Regions from separate parts of the Dromaius novaehollandiae genome. Here region 1 is linked to region 2. Evidence: chromatin contacts called from public Hi-C data. All regions are on one chromosome and are shown on one strand. The core of a region is the stretch at or near the end of the contact, and the rest is flanking DNA. Distances in the headings are between cores, read along the strand shown.

Region 1 (5,907 bases), core at 635-3,134, 190 kb before region 2:
CACCCAAGCAACTCTGTCCCCAGAGGTGGAGAACAAGTGATCTTTCTCTTCTGGGGGCAGGGGGGAAGGAGGCAAGCATTCTGGCATAACATCTGCTCTGTCAAAATACTGTCTAAAGTGTGTGCTGTACTTGTACTGATTTAAAGAAAATACTAGCAGATAATGGTTAAAATGGAAACTTTTCAGTAAAAAATGGAAACTTTCCTTTAAAATGGAAACCTTGCTGGGGAAGCAAAAAGGAATCTTCTCTAGAGTACTGTTTAGGTTTTCTGCCTTTAAAAATACCTCTCTATCTATTTATTTATTTAGCTTTGCAAAGAAAGCCACCTTTAGTTCAATTAAAAAGAGGATTAGACCTTTGGATCTTTTTGCCTGACTGGATTTGTTAGATTAGTTCTGCACTCTGAATATGAAATTGGATTTAAATGTTTTCAGCCCAAGCAGAGTTTTGTCATGTAAAGTGATGGATACTTGTTTTTAAATAATGAAAGGCCTAAATATTTTGAAGTTTAAAAAAATGACTGAATTGGAAAAGAATATAAGCAAAATTCACGTTAATCCTTTTGTGTTAGCAGTGTAATTTGTAATGAGTAAATCTGATGCTTGCTACTAATGAAGTCATCTTGATGCTGCAGATAAGGAAAAAGTTATAACTGTCTTTACAGATGTTTTCTAAATTCTGAGTAAAAAGAATGTATTTAAAAGTCTAAATGGCTTCTAAGACTATTATTTTAATGTCCTGTCACAGGATGACACCATAGATCATATTAAAATACCAGTATTTTTAAATACTGTTGTTCTGACTACTGAAACTACTCGGGATATGTTTGCTGAATGATTTGAAAGCAAATTGGCCCATCCAAATATTTTTGACATGCTTCTTTTGTGTTGGAACAGCTATAATCTTAGAAGCCTGATCCAGCCTCCATTAAGCCGGTAACACTAGATAGGTGACCAATAATACACAAAAAATATATTCCATACATTATGCTGAAAATATGAGGCCAGTAGCATGCAATTCTGATCCCTGGTTTTTAGTACTTGTGCTTATTGAAAATTAAGTTTTACACCTAATTAATCTTTTCATTCTTTCCACATCTGATATGTTTACTCCCTTCTTTTTGTGCTTGTAGATTAAGTTAACATAATCATCTTTAAATGCCAAATAGAGGGAGAACAGGAAACAGAGTTTGCAAGAGAAGGTAAAGAGAAGGGCCCAAAAATTGTATTTACAAACCCACACAGACAATAACAAAATCATCAGTCTTCTTTCAACTGCAAAAAATTTTCACTGTTAAATTTGAGATTTTTGCTAATTCAGATTTAAGCAATAATAGTAAGACATTTCCATTTCAGTGGCTAAGTTTCTTTAAAAAATATATATATAGAATTAAAATACTATTTCTTCTGCCTGTTTGTCTTCAAGCAGAGAAATGCAGGTTAAGCTAGCAGATGTCTTAGTTCTTCGCTCCTTTTATCAGACCAGCCCATCCTTTCTCCTGATCGCAGAGTTCAGATGTGTTGCATAGTGCACTAAGTGCATTTCTGAGTGGGAGACTGGATGCTTCCTGTCCTAGGCATTTGTTATGAACCGTACGTAGAGGAAAACAGGCCCTCTTGCTACTAACAAATCCTGCAGTAAGTGTTTCAGGAAACTCAGATTGCTGTTAAGTAACTCCTAAAGCCTGATTAAGCACTGATTTTTAATATCAGCTCCATATCCTTCACAATTCTATTAATATTGTAAACTTTTTTCTTCTTGTTTTTTTTTATTCTTTAGTTTGATACATTTGGTGAAAAACAGTTCTGATCGCAGAGGTATTACAAGTTGCTAGCATTTCCCCTCTGGTAGTTCCTGACATTTTTTCTGATGTAGGTAAGTTGTGTGCAACATGGAAGAAACAGGTAATTTGTAAGTCCTAGACAATGTGCTCATACATGTTGGTGGAAATTCTGAAGGAAACACTGATTTAGAGGCTCAGTCTTCTAAAATATGTGACCCACAAGCTGTCTTATTTGCAAGACTATAGCTACTGTGGAAATTGCCAGCTCCTGCAAACTTCCCAGTACCAGCCAGTCACTTGTCACTAGCAGCTGGGTCTCACATGTTACTCACTCTAGTGCCTGTTCCCCTCAATCTGGCGTGAAGAGCAGGAACATATGAAATGACTCAAACCTCCTTCCTGGACTCATCTCCTATTCCCTTCCAGCCTTTAGAGGTTCCACAGAAGGTCATAGATGACTGCTGCTTTTCCTCTGAAGATAGACAGGATGTGTACTTACAGTTTTTTCTTTTCACTCTCTGATTACATGTTGTTTTCCTGCCAGTGTTCCTTTCCCTTTTTCTCAAGTTTTTGGCTTTGTCCACAGTATTATTCATTAGTCCCTATCTGTTCGTAATTATAAAGTACAATGCTTCTTGTCATTCTTTAATTTTATTCTTTAAATTAAATTATCCCTCAGTCCTCAGACTTTTCTTGCAAATGTAAGAATTTCTGGTGAGAAAATTATCCCCTTAACATACTTTAAAGAGATATCTTTAAAGCTCTGAGGTACTTCAGACTCTTAACCACAGTCTCTAGAATTAATAGATAACTAGTTTCACTTGAGCTTGTTTTATTACAAACCAGAGTCACTGCACTGGCAAAGATGAAGACAAGCTGTGCAAGTCTTTCACACTGTAGAGAGTATAATTAAGGCAATGGAAACTTCATGAAATTCTATCTGTGCTATAAAAACTAAGAGCACACAAGTGAATAGTTATAATTTCTCAGTATAACTTAAGAAGTAGAAACTTAGTAAGCTGCTGTAATTTGGTTGCCCTGGAGTTGTGTGCTTGTACCATGAAGTTCTTCATGACCCCATGTACAGCACAGCCTGCTTCAGCCCCACCAAGAAATAGAACAAGTAGGCTAGCTAAGAGCTGGATCCACTGATAAAAATAAGATCATCTGACAGCTGTACAGACCTCAGCTCAAAAGAGCAGCTACTTTATGCACGGAAAAGAGAGAGCAAGAGCACACAGCCCCAAAATGTGTCCAACCATCTCCATTCCCAGAATACCAATGGCAGACTGTGCTGCTGTGGTATCCATTCTGGATATCAGCCTCAGGTAGGACATAACCCTTTCTTCTCCCTTTACCCTCTGCTTTCTCCTCTTCCTGCCAAGTTTAATGGTTTAATATGCTCTTTAGAGTATACCTATAAGCTTTAATCCTAAACTTGGCTTGAAAAGAATAAACTATTAGCCTGTTGGCATCAGGCAGAGGGTTATTTCAACATAACTGTTTCCACAGGATAGCAGCTAGCCTGTATTTCACTTAACCGTGTCCAGCGATTTAACTTAACACATTCGAATCAAACCAGGAAGCCAAAATGCATTTGGCAGGCTTACCAATACGTTCAGAATAATGCTTGTCACTCCCTTTCTTCCTCTCCCAACTATTTCCTTGCCTTCTCAAATGCTACAGACTCACCACCAGATATCTGCTGTTGCACTGCTCTTGGACTGGCCTCCCTGGCATCCTAAGTACTTCATCAGCCATATGCAGAGAAGATGAATCCTCTTTCTCTCTCTAGCCTCCCTCGTCATGACTTTTTGCTTAAACTATGCATAAAATATGCACTAATAAATATTGTCAAAGATGGGATGAGAGGATTTAAGAAAGGAAATTTGCCTGTGAATTCCTACAATTTTGTGTTCTCCGTGTTGACTGTCAGGTGTACTTTGTTATGTGAACAAATGCCCTGTACATAGTCCCTTTATACTGGAGAATCTGCAACAGCAAACCTAAACCCAAGATCAGAAGCAATAATCGTGTCTGCTTCCACCTGCATAAAGATCTGCTTCAAAAACTGACACAAATGGTCCTGCAAAGAAAATTAAATGATCATTTCCTCTTTTTCTATTGAATAAATAGAAAAACATCTTAAAAGAGTTTTCAGTTAACATGAGGTTTTGGGAATTATGCTGTTACATCCCAAGAACTTGGACATATTGGTGTCTTCTAGAAAGTGCATCTACATACATCTCAAGCTTTATAATTCTCTCTGATTAATGGTTTAAAATGGAGTGCTTTCCTCTGCTGTCCTGGAATACTGTTAATATTTTTTTCTGAGATGGGATATTATGATAATGTATATTATAAATCTTTTCTGAGGGAGATTTCAGTGACTCATAACTGCTCTTCAGGTCAAAGTACTCATCTGCAGCCAACAAACCAAATACAAAGCGATTATTTTGAAAAGCAATCACATATAAGCTAAGCACTTTTTAGATTTACTGAAAAAGAAAATAAAAATCTTATAAATTAGGGTAAGGTTTTTAAACATAAATTAGTGAGGAAGCTTAGTGTTAAACTTCTTCCTCTCAGCATCTCAGATGCAGAGGAAATGAAAAGTCATAGGCATGAAGTTCTAAATTCTCTGGACTTGGATTTATTTTGGGTACTGCTAAAACCTGATATGAGAGTCAGTCCCTATCAAATGCAGTTACAAAGGATTTCAAAACAAGTGAAGTAAACTGTCACAAAACTCCAGTAAAATAACACTATTGTGTAGCTCTCCCCAATTTCCTTTCTCTCCTTTTCATCCTTCTTTCCTTTTCACCTTCCTCCTCAGAGTATATAAGAAAATGTTACAGTAAAGAAAGAGTATTTAGTAAAAATAAAATGTAAGTAAGTTTATCTCCTTCCTTTCCAGTGCCCTTTTATACTATCTTGAAAGGGCCAAAGCAGACCCCTCACACCTACAGTGCACTAGTTTAGGGCTTTTGTCAACAAGCATCACAAGAGTTCAGTTATATGAATGCCATCGATAAGGGCATCAGAAGCCACGTGCAACTAAACCTGAATTAGCTGAAAAGATATAAAATTGAGATTATTTTGATTTAAGAACAAATAGTCTTGACTTGTACAATAAAACTTCAATAAAGAATAGCAGAGAATACAAAGTTTTTCCTGGCTGTCTGTATAAGCCACCAGGGGGAACTCATTCCTCATCGATATCATTTACTGAATCAAGTATCTGAAAAACCACCTATTCTAGATCCAGGTCTAGCAAGTCACAGGGTTCAGCTGAGAGCTTATCTTCACATAAGCTAAAAGCACTTTTATATAAAATCTCATAAATCTGCAGTGCTTTTTCCAATCTGCCCCTGAGTTTATCAGTCAGGCAACGCTCAGTGCAGCAGAGCAAGTACAAGTCTGGCATCAGAGGGACGGACACGCTTCCAGCCGGCTGAGCTGTGCCATGCACGTCAACGCGGTACAGGCAGTGTGCTCTCATGCCTGCTTAAAACTGTCCTGTGACTTGCGCTAAATCTGCTGGACTGACAGAAGAGTCGATGGAGAGCCTACTTCTGCCTTCTTGCTTGTTAGACTCACTCCAGATCAGTGGCTCTCAAATCAGTGGCCACGGCTCTGTGATTAATAAGAAACCTTTTTTGACATGGTGGCTGTACACGTAAAAGGCAACTCCTCTTTAATGGCTGTTTCATTCCTCCTTTTCTTTTTGCCGCTACTGAAGTCTTCTTGCTTTATTTTAGTTTCATTATATATTTTGCTATTTTAAAGCCAAATTTGCGCCTTTTGAAACATAACTCTATCATTGCTATGATTACAAAGGGTTCGTATGCTTCATTATGTCCTGTTAAACAACTGCTAAAATCTCTGTGTGATGTATGTGCTCTGGAGATATGTCAGGAAAACCATGTCATTTTGAATTCAGACTTAAAAGCCAAATATTAGAACTTTCTTTCAGTATTGAACTCAATTAGGTGGTGTAATTCTTCTTATCATCTGTAGGCACATTTGAAAGTATCAAAGAGAATTCTCTAACCTTATTAAATTTTGAAATTTTTATCTTCCATTGTGAATTATTACATTTATTAGCTCATCAGTTGATACC
Region 2 (5,804 bases), core at 1,029-3,528:
GAACATGGAAGAACAGTAAATTTCTCAGTGCCATGTTTGCTATACTGTTTTTTGAGATTAAGAGGAAAGTTCAAAGTTCATGCAGCTGAAATAAGCAAAGTTTAATGCATGTAACTAAATGCCAACTCACAGACATGTGTGGCTATAAAAATTATGAAGTACTAATAACTGTTTTTCATCTCTAATACACAGATTTGAACATGTACAAACCTCAAGGAATGAATAATTCCCATGCAAGCTATTCATTTCTATAATGTATCTGAAAAGCTGCTGTGGGATCTGATCTAGATCTCATTAAATCAGCAGTCTGATGCTGTTTGAACTTCAGGGATAAATTAATTGCATCTCTGCTATAGTATAGAGAAATATAGTCTTCAGATTCCTCCATGTATATCATTTTTTCTGCTAACACCTCACCCTTACAATGAAGATATTAGATATATTTTAGTCATTGTTAATTGTTCTCTCCTGACTTACAGAGTAAGTTTAAATCCGAGATGTTCCTTTCAAACAGAGACATTTTATTCTCTTTAATTGCCCTTCTAGTCATCTAAAATAGGTCACAGAACATAACTCAAACTCAGATGTTCATGTTTGCTATTAAATAGATTAGCTGAACAAGAAAATTGAAATGAAAGTGATCTGGTAACTTACAAAATGAAAACACTTTGATTCCAAGGCTAAATTGAAAAAAACAACCCTAAAATACAGACTCTAGTGCATGTAAATTTCAAAAGAATAATTTCTAATGTTATCCAATATCCAGTTCTTTGCCTTGAGATGTTAAAAGATCTAGTTCTGAGGAACTGTACAGGAACCTAGGTTAGAGACCATGAGAAAACCTGTGTATGAGTGATGGGTGCTCATCAAGCCCCAGTGCGTGAGGGTGCTCCAGCACTCTTAGATATACAGCTTTGGAGAAACATTGCATCTTTATTCTCCCTTCTAAGCAAATTCTTCAACTTTTCAAAGAATTAAAATTAGGTTAGATAAATTCCCCCAAATTTACTGTCAGTAACACACTGACTGGTACCAGATAGGTATGAGAAGCCACTCATTGTGCCTGCCCTTCTGAGGCTATTTGTGGGTGACGGTGAGTAGTCACCAGGAGGTTGCATGGCTGCAGTTGTGCCCCCTCTTGTGAATGGTGCAGGCTGGGAACTGGCATTTAGTTCCTTCCATTGTGATTTATAAGATTTGTACATCAACTTGTCTCAGTCCGTGACTTCAATTCATCCCCTTGCTTAATGTTCTCAGTTTAGTTGATGATATTTAACACTCCCAGGGGTGTTTATTGCTGCTGACTATTGCCCACAGGCTTACTATTAGGAGCTTCAAAAGAATATTGACAAAAGTATTGTACAACTATTAATTGTCAGGGATCATATTCAGTTTCGTGCATGGTACTTCCAGACCAAACTCTTGGCCATGATTACAAAGTTTAATAGCTATGAATCCAGATGAAAATTTTGCCTCAGCTGACACTGATAGCAAAACTCCTTTTGATTACAAAAGTGTCAAAATTTCACTTAAAATCAAATGTAATTGTTACTGGGCTGTAGCTTGCAATGTTCAGGTCTTCTTTCATGCATTCTCCACATGGTGAGGACCACTAGTGTTGGGCTGCATGGGGCATAAAGAAGTGGTATGCCTGCATGAGGTATCCCGGTTCACCCAAAGTAGTCACCTTTATGGTTGATGCAACAGTTGGCATGAGATGAACAATATTCTGGGCTCTGTAAGCTTCCCATGTTTTTTAATTTTCTTGTCTGATTCAGCAGATAGGACAAGCCTCATCCATTAGGAACTACCAGCAATTGCATCTTCTGAGCTATCTCCATTTTGAGATACAGGGGAAGCATTTTCTGATGGAAGATGCTAATTTTTGCTATCAAATACTTTTCAAAGACCTTACTTCATTTGGGAAAAAGCCCTGCAAAATTGCTAAATACTTGTAGACTTCATCTATAGAAAAAAATCAAGGTGCCTTGTCTCTTGAGGTTGAAAGGACGCAGCTCAAGGAAAAAGATGTGTCTATTTTCATGGAGTTTTATTTTTAGTTCTACCAGCTGTGGTTATTATAATTGAAGTGCAGTTGGCAATGCTGTTTATACTGATATGGCCCAAATTCAGGGTGTTTTCTGGTAACCGTTATCATGCTTTTTTCCTTAAGAGCATGACTTCAGTATCCTTTAAATTCATGGTGCAAATATTTGTTGGGGGGGGGGGGGGAGGAGAGCGAGCCTTAAAAAAAAACCAAAAACAAAACCAAAAAAACCCCACCCTGCCATGTGATCTCTCTCCCTGCGCATCCATCTTCCTCTGCTGCCCTAGGGGAGGCTGCGGGCGGCTCGCCCTGCTCGGCAGCGCCGTCCTCGCAGCAGCGCGGGGGCAGCGACCGGCGCCGCGCAGCCACACCGCGGCCGCGGGGGGAGGCCGCTGCGCGGCGCGGCGCCCCTGCGCTTCAGCGCGGTGCCGGGCGGCGGCGGGCATGGCGCTGGGCGGCGGCGGGGCGGCGGGGCGGCTGGTGCTGTACCACTGGACGCAGTCCTTCTCCTCGCAGAAGGTGAGGGCGGCGGCGCCGCGGATGCTTGCGCGGGGGGAGCAGCCGGCGGAGGTCTGTGCGGCGAGGGAGCGCTGCCGGCCGCCTGGGAGGGGCGGGAGCGGGCTGCCCGCCGCCGGCCGGGCCTCCTCGTGAGGCCGCGGCGCCGGTCGCCTCTCCGAGGGCCCCGGTCTCCCTGCGAATTAGCGCGGGCGCCCGGGAGGAGGCAGCGCCCCGCCGGGCCCCGCGCTGGCGCCGCGCCTGCCCGCGGAGCAGCGCCGCCCGCACCCGCGGGGCGCTCTGCAGGCGGTACCCGCGCAGAGGCAACGTGAAGATGCACGGTACAGATGTGCACGCTGTGGAGGGTATAACGTAAAGAGACATGTTACAGATGTGTACGCTGCAGAGGGCATAGCATAAAGGTATATGTTGCAAGTGTGAGCCGTGCAGCGGGTGTGATGTAAAGGGACACGTTGCAAAGGGGTAGGTCCCCTGCAGAGGGTTGATGCAAAGGATGAAGGGTGCAGCGGTTTGCCCAAAGTGAGCAGCAGAGCCGCGGGGAGAGCCCGGTCCCCCAGCCCCTGCTGGGCCACGCTGGGTGGGCTTGCTCCACAGACTGCACGCGTTTCTTCTCGCAATATTTTTCATCAAGTAACTCGCTAATATCTTTCCAGGTGCGCTTGGCGATTGCTGAGAAAGCCCTAAAATGTGAAGAACACGATGTAAATCTGCCGCTGAGCGAGCACAATGAGCCTTGGTTTATGCGTTTAAATTCATCTGGAGAAGTACCTGTCCTTATCCATGGGGAAAATATTATTTGTGAGGCAACACAGATTATTGATTATCTTGAAGCAACATTTGTAGACGGTAATCTTACATTTCAGTGCATTATCTTGCCCCTGTACAAGTAATGTGCCACAGTTTCTATATCACTGTGTAGTATTTTGTTCATGACCAGAAAATGTTTCTACTCTCAGAAGTAAATATCTCTAGTAGTTGGTGGTGAGGGATAAAAATACATTCCTTTCATGACCTTCCAGCACCCTGACAAAAAGACCCCACTCTTTTTTACCCATTCTGCTAGCATGGCAAAGTAAATAACATGAAAACACAGTTCTGTACTAGTTCTGTAGTAAGGCTGTCACTAATAAAAGTAATGTATTGAACAGTAAGTTGCACAAATTCAGCTGTTCCAAGACAGCTCTTCCTTTTCGTCCAGAAAAAGGAATGATGTACTTTACTGGTTAATTCTGGAATAATCTTTAAGAGTGGAAGGTAGAAAGAACAAAGTATTTCTGGTGCCAAAAATGGAATAAGGAGGAGAAAAAAATAGGGAGAGTAAAATTAAAAGTCAACATGTGCAAGCTTTTGAGATTCTCCATGTCTGTATTGCTGGAAAATAGTCTACCTCATTTTTGAAGAAAAGAATTAAAGTGCACAGCTGTATGTTTCTTTTTTTTAGGTGTGGAGAGGTAGCATGTTGTGTTTCAGAGGTTTAGTCGTTCTGCAGTGGCTTTAAATGATTTCCCCAGCACAAAGAAAATTTCACTGCTTGGTGAAGATAATGTGAATTTAATGCTGCCATTTTAGTCAAATGAAGTGTCAGCACCTGGGTGAATTGAGGGTAGAGTAAAACTCAGCGGTGTGCAGAAATACCTCTAATGGTGCTTTGAATAGGATGCCTTTACTCTAATTTTAATAATGTTACTGCAGCAGTAGTAATGTTACAGTCATAATAGCTTATTTAAACCTCTGTTGTGCCCTATTCTGAAAGGGCTAGAGGATTGTGTGCCGTGATCTCTCCTATCCCTAGAAGTATAAAATACATGTTGAATCCAGTTCCCTGATTCAAAGGCCTCTTAAATCCTTCTTTACACGAGTTGCTGAATAAGAATAGAATTATTCAAAAGTTTTAGAGTGAAGTGTGAGTATACAGATTTTTCTGAGGAGTGATAAGCCTATGGGTTTGCAGTGGGGAAGCCTGATTGGTAGCGGAAGCTTTCTTAGCATGGCTGTGTTGTTTGTGCTATTTGGGTGCTACTGAGGTAACTTTGGGATTATTACTGTTGACGAATTACATGGTTCTTCATTTTTAACCTTTTTTAAAAATTTTGTGCTTGTATTGCAGAGGAAGTACCAAGATTAATGCCGGAAAAAGGAAGCATGTATTATCCCAGGGTGCAACACTATAGAGAGCTTTTAGACTCCTTGCCTATGGATGCCTACACTCATGGCTGCATCCTGCACCCTGAATTAACAGTGGATTCTCTGATTCCAGCCTATGCTACAACTAGAATTCGTAGTATGTACTGACACAGAGCTGAACGTGTGTCATTTAATGGGAGGTTTGATTACGCTAATCTGAGATCTTATTTTTAATGGGCTTTACGCAGAATATGTAGGGCACATATTTCTGCTTTTAATTGTAGTCCTTGATAATTTGTGAATATACTTGCTATTTGTTTTTGTAGTTTATTGTGATTTGAAAGTGTGGAAGAGGAAGTGCTATTTTCCAGGCATATATGGAATTGATTTTGCTAGTAATTTGAAATGTGCTTTCTGTGCATAAAAGAAAGTGGCAGCTGTGAATTTTTTAATTTCTGATCTTGCTGTTTATGCTTATAAAACTGTTTCCAAGGAACTGCACTATTACTGCTCACACCAAACCGCCACATTGAAGAAAACCCATTTTTTGTAGATGTAAACTTGTAATAAGTGTATCTATTTAATAACAGTTGCTTTCCTCTCAAAGTCATACAAATGTAGGTTAGCTTCAGTGAAACAGAGTATTTTTATATATTATGTTCTCAGTGAATCATCAGGCCCTGTTTTTTTGTTTTTAAGCTTAGTGCCAGGGGAGGGGAGAAAAAAAAGATCTAAGGAAGTAAGTAGCCAGGGTTCCTCTGACAAATGACAATTGTTCAAGCTCAATTTAAACCAGAATCCTGCGTGCAAATAACCCAACATTGAGAATCACAGAAGCTGATGTGAAGATGAAAAGACGAAGCTGTGGTCCTTTAGAATCAATAGTAAAATGTCCTTTGATTTCCCTCGGATCTGTATTTTGCTTGTGGACTTTTCTATAGATACCAGTTTCCCATTATAACTATGTATTAAGGCCTGAGGCCTGAGTTAAGACCTGTCTAGCCTGGTTCCCTGTATAACAGAGGACTTCCTAAAATTAACTCCTGTTTCAAATCCAGTAGTTTTCAGAAATAATTTTTAGTTCAAAAAAAAAAGAAGTCAATGATATTCAGAAAAA

The links. Hi-C and Micro-C count contacts between places; a contact is called where the count stands out from the background.
Region 1: a Hi-C map of brain shows a contact between it and region 2, with 6 times the contacts expected there. The contact joins the promoter of LY96 here to the promoter of GDAP1 in region 2. A contact is called at or near these places in 2 of 4 Hi-C or Micro-C datasets (brain and liver).

Annotation. Positions count from the first base shown.
Region 1 is chr2:127,855,346-127,861,252 of bDroNov1.hap1, reverse strand. LY96 (lymphocyte antigen 96) reads left to right here and starts at 1,884. Exons shown (of 5, transcript XM_026115160.2): 1 at 1,884-5,907. TMEM70 (transmembrane protein 70) reads left to right here. Exons shown (of 3, transcript XM_026115158.2): 3 at 1-711.
Region 2 is chr2:127,662,005-127,667,808 of bDroNov1.hap1, reverse strand. It overlaps GDAP1 (ganglioside induced differentiation associated protein 1), which reads left to right and starts at 2,278. Exons shown (of 6, transcript XM_064507377.1): 1 at 2,278-2,566; 2 at 3,217-3,409; 3 at 4,671-4,844. The coding sequence starts at 2,492.